Linked DNA regions of Zea mays: region 2 is linked to region 1. The links are chromatin contacts, called in public Hi-C maps. All regions are on one chromosome and are shown on one strand. The core of a region is the stretch at or near the end of the contact, and the rest is flanking DNA. Distances in the headings are between cores, read along the strand shown.

Evidence for each region. Hi-C and Micro-C count contacts between places; a contact is called where the count stands out from the background.
Region 2: a Hi-C map of tassel shows a contact between it and region 1, with 3 times the contacts expected there. The contact joins the promoter of LOC103631449 here to the promoter of LOC103630125 in region 1. A contact is called at or near these places in 3 of 25 Hi-C or Micro-C datasets (ear, leaf and tassel).

Annotation. Positions count from the first base shown.
Region 1 is chr6:141,873,270-141,878,588 of Zm-B73-REFERENCE-NAM-5.0, reverse strand. It overlaps LOC103630125 (heat shock 70 kDa protein 14), which reads left to right and starts at 3,984. Exons shown (of 10, transcript XM_008651212.3): 1 at 3,984-4,553; 2 at 4,871-5,319. The coding sequence starts at 4,930.
Region 2 is chr6:142,039,114-142,043,857 of Zm-B73-REFERENCE-NAM-5.0, reverse strand. It overlaps LOC103631449 (signaling peptide TAXIMIN 1), which reads left to right and starts at 2,090. Exons shown (of 3, transcript XM_008652360.4): 1 at 2,090-2,140; 2 at 2,494-2,762; 3 at 2,899-3,544. The coding sequence starts at 2,090. The coding sequence ends at 3,022. It also overlaps the pseudogene LOC103630128.

The DNA.
Region 1 (5,319 bases), core at 2,735-5,234:
TTAGTAGTCATCGAACGCGCATGACATGGCGAGTACCGATGACTCTTGGTTGGGCTGCCAAACGAAGTGCACCCCGGGCTCATCAGCGAGGTAGTACACCTAGCTGTTGCACCACCGGATGTGCTACTCCTCTACATAAATCTTGTTCGAGGACACTCACACAACATCAGCAACGACCGTCGTCCCAGCGCACAAGAATTCATGGCCGATCAGTAGTGACTTACGTGGGAGGTTGAGCTTCAGGTGGATGATGAGCTGGACGGTGTGACGACGTCGTTGTCGGATGCGGTGCCCAGAACAACCCGAGAGTCGCCGGCGTTGGCGACGACCATGAGGTCCCCTATTTGAAGATGGACAGCGCGGTGCAGCCGCCCTGGACCGTGTCCAAGCGGCAGCTACGCCGGAGCTTACCGAACACAGCGACGCATGCGGTCACATAGTACTGCTTCCAGAGATCGAACTGGCAGTCGCCAAGCTTCTTTTCGTCGTCGATGAGCAACGCCAACGCGAGCGCCTCCTGCCAGTGGTGTTTGTTCGGGGTTTCCAAGTAAGAAACATGGATTCATCTTTGGCGTTGGTTTATGAAAATGACTCACAAGTCAGAGCCATGGAAAAATATTACGGAGAATAAATGTCACACATATAAAAAAGAATTTAAGTTGAAAACATTATTCAAACAAAAGAAATTGCATGCAAGGCTCTTTTTTAAATACTACTCCCTCCATCCAAAAATATAATTCAGGAATCTCGTTGATAATTATCTACTATTACACATTGTGCAAAGGTAGCAGGTGGGCTTTGGGAGAGATGTAGTATATATTTTTACTGTAACAAATATTGACATAAACACACATGTGGTATAGTGGTAGCTACGAGCACATTTGCTTGAGAGGTCGCAGGTTTGAATCCCATTGGAGCCACATTTGTGTTTTTTTTAATTTAATTTTAGCTAGCCGTGGGATGCACGTGGGAATGGGAATAGGATTTGCGAGGAGGGGGTAATGGGAATGGCAGAACACCCGCCTTAATAAGTAGTAGAGATTAGTTAAATAGGTGTGATTATGTGTTTGAATCTATTAAATATTTATTTGTGCATAATTTTATAGAGATGCATTAGACTATCTCTAGCAACTTACGCATTATAACTTATATTATACTTCTTTGTTTTTTTCAGTTTAGTTCAAATATAAACAAACATACGACGAGTATTGTTTTAGGTGTCTACTAGATATGTGCCCGTGCGTTGCCACGGAAGTAAAAAATATTATAAATAAAATATATATACGAAACGACAAGCATGGCGTATGCGGAGGGGAGGCAGGGGCACGGCGGGTGGGAGCCGCATGGCGCATTGCGTAGGTTTTTGCGATGGGGCGCACGGTGTGGTAGAGCCATCGTGGTGGAGGCGGTCATGGAGTCATTGGCGCAAATGTCATGGAGATGGAGCTACAATAGCAGTTTACGGAGGTTGCGGAGGTCGCGTGCGGAGGTTGGCTATCCGACGCAGGTGGGGGGGGGGGGGTTTCGTGGAGTCGGAGCTCCATGTGCGCGGAGTCGGCGTCGATGTCGCGGAGGTTTCGCGGAGACGGGGGCACGCGCAGAGAGGGGAGGCAGGGGCACGCGGTGTGTGCCCGTGCGTTGCAACGGGAGTATGCTGAGATGAGCATCGACACATATCTAATTGGATCTTATATTTCCTTGGGGTCTGGAGAAAGTTTACTCGTAAGCCAAATATGTTAAGACCTAGCATGTGTTACCCTTATGCTCCATCAGCACACTGTTCCGCGCTTGTATGAGTCTTGTTAATTTGCATGCCTCATGCATAGTCTCTCATGTCTCGGTAGCAGTATCAGATTCCTTCAACCGTGGTCAAACCAACTGAAAGATTACAGAATAGTGGGAAAACGAACTCACTATAAGTCGAGACCTTTTTGTTCTACACTTCTCCTTTACGTGAGCAACATATATATTATCTTATCATCAGCTGCTCTTACCACAACATGCTATCCAGAGTTCAAGACAACAACTCCAATAGAAATTTCAAATCCAAGAACAACAACCAGTGTAATGAGATATATGATATTGTAAAACTGACAATATAAACTGTTAAGAACAAATCTTTAAGACCTCCGGCTTTAATTCTTAAGAAATTAATAAAGAAAAAATATATATTAAATTTACACCAGAACATCTATGAAAATCATGATAAAAACAAACTTACAATTTTATACAGAGTTACATAAAATGCGTGACTTTAGCCTCGTTGAATCCTTTTTGTTTTCCATCTTTTTGTTTTCTTGACATCAGTTTGCTCATTGGGGAACATATATGTGGAATGATGATTAATGAATCTATATATTAATGTATTTTATCATAATATGTTGGCGCCATAATAACGTACAGGCATACACCTAGAGACACGCACTAATACTGGGAGTCAGAATATCAGATCCATCATGACCTTGAGTAACAGTGCATTAATATATGAAAAAATGTCCGTGAGTCGGTCTAGCACGCAGTATATAACAACGCGAATCGTTCAACAGAATTGCTGAGTTCATTCATGGAGTATATATGGACAGAACTCAGAGCAGACGCAGGTCTATGCCTGACTTGCCAACTCTTGAGAAAATGAGGCCAACGACATTCCTATTTGCCATAACTAACCTATGGACCTACCCAGCTAGATCAAATTGCCTACATAATCCAATAACCGTAGAGTATGGAACGTAGTATCTACCGAGAATTCGACGGAGATGAATGAAGGCATGACACCGAGCAGACGCCAGGGAACGTGCAGATCTACACACGGCCCGAGGGAAGGAGCTGCGGCGATGAAGAAAAAAAGGGGGGCAAATCCCACCTGCAGCGACGGCGACCGGGATCCAATCTAATCGAAGCAGAAGGGCAAGGCGAAGAGATGGGGCTTCGTTGGTAGGTGGGCTTACCCTTGCGTGCTCTCCTCGGCGGGGGCTTTTGACGGCTCCTTTAGGGCTTGTTCGGTTATTTTCAATCCATATGGATTGGAGGGGATCGATACGGATTGAGAGAGATTTTGACTTACTAGGGATTAAAACCCCCTCAATCCCCCTCAATCCATATGGATTGGGGTAGAACCGAACAAGCCCTTACCTGGCTGTCTGGCTCTCCTGGGGCAGAGCCGTAGAGGGCAGGGCAGCGCGAGGCGGGAGGCTCGTGAGCAGCGGCAATGGCCAGCGGGCATGAAAAGGCGCTCGTCCTTGGCCCCCTCCTCGCCTTCGGTGGTATAGATACGGGGGGCAGGGCAGGAGCGACGAGGCGTTCAGTGGTTTTTCTATTGCGCCCGACGAACCGACGGAGACCTACCTGGTCGATGATTTTCTATATTTCACCAGAACTGCCATAAACAGGCCGCTACGGGGAACTGGAACCCCATGCTGTGGGACTGGGACAGCCGCGCGCTCACCGCCAGGCCGTTGGCCGATGCGCTCCGCCTCGTCGGTGGCCAGCCCCAACCCTAGCATGCGGCCGAGGAGCACCGTTAGGGGGCCGGGGGAAGCGGCGCGCTGAAGCTCCAGCTCGGCCCGCGGGAAGGCTCCGCGGCCCCGACGGACGCCAGCCCGACGCCTCCCACGACGTCGCTGTCGCCGTCCCCGCCTGCTTCGGGGCAGGACCCGGTGGTCAGGTCGAGCAAGCGGTGGAGGAGACTGTTGCTGCGGTGGCGGCGGCGGAGCACAGATGGGGAGGAGTCCATTGGGGGACTGGAGGCTTTGGAAGCTCCGCGAGGACGGCGCGACGGGCGGAACGCACGAGGCGAGGAAGAGGACGGGGAGGAACACAGGGGGAAGGGGTTTGCGGGGGGAGGGGGGCACGGGCGGCCGCCATTGCCGGCTTACGGTCGGGTGGGGGAGGAGGAGCACGCGCAGAGAGGAGGGCGGGGGCAGTCTACACTAACATTTTAGGGAACGTATCTTGTGCTCACGCAATATCCGTGCTCATGTGAGCACTTTAAATCGTGAGTGTTTCTTCTTAATTCAACGATTAGTGCTTTTTATTCACTTAAGCCCTCCCACCTCAACGATGAGTGTTCCTAACCAGCAGCTTGATCGTTGGATTAAGAAGGAACACTCACGATTTAAAGTGCTCGTATGAGTACGTTCGTCGGGTGAGCACGAGATACGTAATAGTTAGTAGAGATGTGTACGATCTGCTCTAGAGGTAACCAGCAGGATTCCACGACCTCTGTTCGTACAGGAGTCCGGAAGAGCCCAGAACGTTCTATCGTGCGCCTGCGAACGTGGGCCCAACACGTCAGACGGAAGAATGAACAACATCTCTGGCAACTCCTAGAACGTTCACGGCCACACCCCGCACCACGGCGGCCCGCCCCGCCGCCCCCGGCCCTCGTACCCGGTGAGATATATCGCCGCCTTCCCTCGCGAAACCACTCGTGGAGACAACGACGACGAGTGACGACTACGACGCGAGAAGTCGAGGGGCAGCTTCGTGCTAGGACCGAGCTTCAGGAGGTCTCCAACGGCAACGGCCCCGCCCCGCGCCACCGCCCCCCGCAGGTACGATCCGATCCCTCCTCCGCCTTCTTTCTCCGCGCGAGAGCTCTATGCTCGTCTAAACCAGGCAGTTTTCTGTCTTTGAATTTTTTAGCGTTTTGAAATCGCGTTTTATATATGTTTCTCGAGATTTAGCCGAGGGCCGGGCTTTTGGGGTTCCTGAGGTTTTAGATTAGGTTGTGTCGCTTATCGATTGAAAAGCCGATTTCTTCTGTAGATTTTTCAATGGCCGAGGAGGACAAGGTTGACGTTTATATATTCCATGAATTATTGTGATGCCGCTGGCGTGCCTAACAGCTAGCTCTCGCTGCTGTTTGCAGGGACTGATTGCTATTAGAGATCTATTTGGTAGTGGTCAGCAGCTGAGGGTGAACCGAAGATGAGCGTTGTGGGATTCGACCTCGGCAATGAGAGCTGCATCGTGGCAGTCGCGCGGCAGCGCGGCATCGACGTGGTCCTCAACGAGGAGTCCAAGCGCGAGACCCCAGCCATCGTCTGCTTCGGGGACAAGCAGCGGTTTATCGGTACGGCCGGTGCCGCGTCCTCAACCATGAACCCCAGAAACTCCATCTCTCAGATCAAGCGCCTGCTCGGCCGCAAGTTCTCCGACCCGGAGGTGCAGAGCGATATCGCCTCCTTCCCGTTCCGTGTCACGGAGGGGCCCGATGGATTTCCCCTGGTCCATGTACGGTTCCTGGGTGAGGAGCGGACGTTCACCCCCACTCAGCTGCTTGCCATGGTGCTGTCCAATCTGAAGAGCATTGCCGAG
Region 2 (4,744 bases), core at 841-3,340, 170 kb before region 1:
GTTCCTCACTCTGCTTAACATCCATATTTCGCACTTGAAAGAAGCATCCACAGTTTGCACATCAAGGCGTAGGCTTTCCTCAAATACTGGGTTGCGCCCAGCATGACTGATCACCTTGGTTGAGCACAAAATATCAGGGCTGCTCGTGAGGCACAGCTTTGCATTCACATCCTGCTTGTGATAGACACAAACATTGTGGATGTCGCGTGCCTGGTGTACAAACACATCCAAGTATCCGACACATTTGTCTTTTCTGTTAGTGTCAGCAACAAAGTAGGTGGCCCTTCGAGTGATAATTTCAGTGTTCAGCAACTGTGGCTCGGCCACAAGGCCAGTTTGGTAAGTAGCTGCCATCGTTGGTGTGCTAAGTATTTTGCTACATACAAAAAAAGGTTCAATGCCAGATCATAAAGAAAGTTGCTTGGACAAATAACACAGCCTGTAGCCTCGTAAGAAAATAAAATAATGATGGAAAGTTTAGCTTAGGTTCAAAAGTTCCAAGTACCGCTGATACATTTTACTAACTTTCTTCTATCCCTCTTCTACGTACTACTAACCTCCCTCAGGAACAAGATGGAGTCCAGGAAATTTTTTCAGCTCTGATCCAACCATATACTCCTGATGATTCGGTACATTTGGAAAGCCAGGAACGACAAGAGATTCAATTCCAAAATCATGGACAGTTGTGCAAGTTCATAATGAAAATAGCCGCACATATAGCAGTCAACAACTCAGCTCATTCTGAAGAAACCAATGGACACAAAACCTTGGGTAAGCACCTACCTGACCAAAACTCTAATTTGTCTTATGCAGGAACATATACTTCAGCACAAGTTCTGGAAGATCTCTCATCACACACAACCAGTCAGGAATGTAGTCTTCAGGAGGACCACCAATCCAATGTACCCCATCAACGAGCCATCTACCAACAACAAGGTACGTATTTTTACCACGCAGGAACAAACTCACAACAGAGGTAGACAACCAATCAGCGCATACACTTCGATACACTTTGGGCCGGAGCGGCCACGGCGCTACTTAATCCCAATTCCCAATCCCGGCATCACTGTCTGTGCCTGGGTCTATATGCTTTACAGATGCGGCTATTTCACCGGACACGGCGACATCCACCTGGGAGTTGTATTCATCAAACCCCACCACTCACCCCTGGGTTCAATTTTCAGAGCACAATCATGTAAGATTGAAAAGTAGGGCAGCTGCTAGCTCTAGATTTAAAGTAAATAGCTGAACCAGACAGAAGCATACGTTGGGCCCTGGCTTGTCTGTAATCAAGAAACTAAGTTTTAGTTATTGGGCTAAGATCCGGAGGAATTGTAACTGAAAGATCTCAGGCAAACGTGAGGGCTAACAAACTTGGGACAGAGAACAGAAGCAGTTGGTGTGGCGTCGCGCTCGCCCGCGGGCTTGGCCTCCAGCATCCACACCAGCCGCGGGACGGCGTCCGCGACCACGGCCTCCTGCCGCAGGCCGGCCTTGCCGCGTTGTCGCAGAACTCCGCGAGCGCCGGGCGACCTCGGCGTGGGTGGCGGACCAGTCGCTGCCCAGCGCGGCGGCCGCGTGCGTGAAGAATGGCTGCGTGAAGTCTCTAGGGTTTTTCATTTCAAGTTTCAGATGGGCCTTATAGAATTTAATGGATAGATGGGCCTCATACGGTAACCAAATAACTCAGCCCACGCAGGCTACCGCGCACGCAAATATAATGTACCATATTGGCCAGCCAAAGGTTGCGGTAGCAACTTATAAACCTTCCTGCTATAGAGGAAGCAGTCAGTTCGTGTAATCAGCTCTTCGTATTGTCAAGTTGTGTTGATTTTTTGCGCGAAGCGAGCGCGCGGATGGGGCGGGGTGAGGGCGCGGCTAGCACGAGGGTTTAATGTGGCGATGGACGATCCAGATTGAACAAAGGCAGAACAGCGATGGACGATCCAGATTGAACGAAGGCAGAACGGCAGGCTACCCTTACAGCCTTAATAAGTAGTAGAGATTAGCAAGGAGCACGGAACGAATCAAGCAAAAGCCAAGGAACAGGGGAGGCAAGGCTGCTGCCCGTGATGTGCTGCGGCTAGAGATGGCCAAATGGGCGTCACGGCACGGCCCGGCCCGGGCACGGCCAGGCACGGTTAGGGTACGACCTGTTTGGCCCGTTTAATATTAGTGCCGTACCGGCACGGCACTAGTACCTGAGGCCAGGCCCAAGCACGGCACTAAGCCTGCTTAGCCGTGCCGTGCCGGCCCGTTTAGCCCGTTTAGCACTATACCACAGAATTTTAGTCAAATATTCACAAACAGAGTTAAAACATACTAAAATAGTTAATATTGAACTGTTTAGTGCAATTGCTGACTCATTAAAAACCTATTTAGGTAAAAACTCACCCTTATGAGAAAACCCTAGATAAGAAAAAAGATTACAGCACACAGCTAACTAGTCGTGTTTGGATCTAATCATGCATAATCGTGCCTAACCGTGCCTAGGGTCTAATCGTGCCGTGCCCGTGCCGGCCCAGCGTGCCTGATGCTCGGCCCAGGCACGGCACTACCTATCAGGCCGTGCCGGCACGGGCCCGACACCAGCCGTGCCGTGCCGTGCTCCGGGCCGGCCCGATTAGCCCGGCACGGCTGGCCATCTATAGCTGCGGCGGCGACGGCCGCGAGTGCCGGCCGCTGGGTTGGCTGCTGGGGCTGCCGTTCGCGCTGCTCGCCGTCCTCGTCTCCGTCGTCGGCGCCATCATCTGGATCATCGGGCAAGTACCTTTCCTTACCGCGCCTTGACTGTTTTGCCTCTGCTTCCGTGTGGATTATTATTATTTACTCCCGGGCTCTCGGCGGCGACGATAACAACAACAACAACACGTACGCCCCTTGCTGTGATCCGTTCAGGCTGCCCATATCGTGCATCTGCCCGTGCTGCCTCTGCGTGACGGTGGTGCTGGAGGCGGCGGTGGAGCTCATCAAGGCGCCGCTGCACGTCATCACCTGGTTCACATCCAAGATACCCTGCTAGACAAGCAGTCGGAGGATGGTTTGTGAGCGATAGCCAACAAGGGGCAGCGCATGGACAGTTTACACAGGACACGGGGTTTCGGTGCAGACTAGAATCTGTCATGTTTCTTCGAGCTTCTGGATTGCCGTTTAACTTTTCAATATAGGTCAAAATAAAGAGTTGCAGTTGCACAGCTATTTTAAGAACGGTATAGAGGTATGGTAGATTTCATATAGGTCATGTTTGACAGGGTTCCGGCTTCTCGAGAACCCTGCCAAATGGTCACTTAAAGTTGGCTCTTTATATATGAAGTCTGAAGGAGCCAGAGCTGTTTGTATATATAGGAGTTGGTGATGCTGAAATATGGCTTCAGTCTCCTCACAAATCTAAAGATAGAGCAAATGGTGAGTATACAGCTGAAACTACCCGTCACCCAGCATAGGCGCACTGGAGCAGAGCAAATGAGTAAGACAAAAGAGAGGTTAACAATATAGATTTACAGGTTTGAACATCCGATTTTTTTTTTTTTTTTGAGCTCTGTGATTTTTAGTTGCGCGGCAAATGCTATATCAGACGTGGTTTGTTTTGAAACAAAAGAATACAAAGCCTGGGAGCTAGTTTACAAAAACATACAAAACATAGATCGAAAAAACAGAGATCGATGAAACAGATTTACTAAGGGTGTGTTTGCGACATGTATCTGACCGGCTCGGCTCGCTCGTGTGGTCCAGGCTGAAGCTAGCCGGTCCCAATTGCTGCAACATGTTTTGTTTGTGCACTTGTACCAAGTAAGTCTGGTCTATGTGAGCTGGTGTTTGCCACACGTAGACAGCCAGGCTAAGAGTCACTTTTGTTTCTTGGGAGCAACCATGAGCAGCTGATTTGCGCCACGAGGAGCTGAGCTCTAAAAAAACGGAGCCTGCCTTCGTTTCCTGGGAGCCAGGCTGAAGAGCCACTTTTGCACGCGCAGAACCGAGCTCCAAAGCAAGTCATGGCACACAAACACAGGTGTTGCATCCCGCGAGCATAGCCAGGCCGTCGGGCCAAGGTTGCAAACGTGCCCTAAATGATATAAAATAGAGAGACTAAAATTAGTCTCTAGAAACCAAACACCTTCTAAAGCAGAGTGAAAAAGTGAAAAACTAGTACTTCAAACACACCAATAGATCCTTGGACCTGTTTGCATTGTAGGAATACGGTTGAATCATATCGTCACAACTCCTTAAAGCAACAAATCAATTACAGTCATTGCTTCATCCTAGTGTGATTTAGGTGCTTACTTGTCATTTGGTATCAAATTCACACTCAATACTCAAACTTGGCTGGCTATACATCCGAGTCCTTCATCTTCTAATTAAAATACCTACTTTTTAGTTCCTGAACATAGCTGGATACTATATATAGTCTCATAACTTCTACAATACCTACTTTTTAGTCCCTGAACTTAGCAGGTCTATACCATATAGTCTCATAACTTATATTTTCATCCCTTGAACTTAGGTAGCTATGCCATTTGGGTGCTCAACTTACGATTAAAGTATCTATTTTTTGTTCCGATCTTGGTTTTGGAACTTATCCGGATCCTAAGGTGGTCTAACTCGCTATGTAGCCAACCAAGTTTTCGGACCAAATATTGGTATTTTATTAGTTGAGGGCGAGATGGCAACCAAGGTTAAGAAGCAGACGTCAATTTTACGCACTTTGTCACACCCGGATTTAATGGCAAATTCAGGTGCGTCTCAA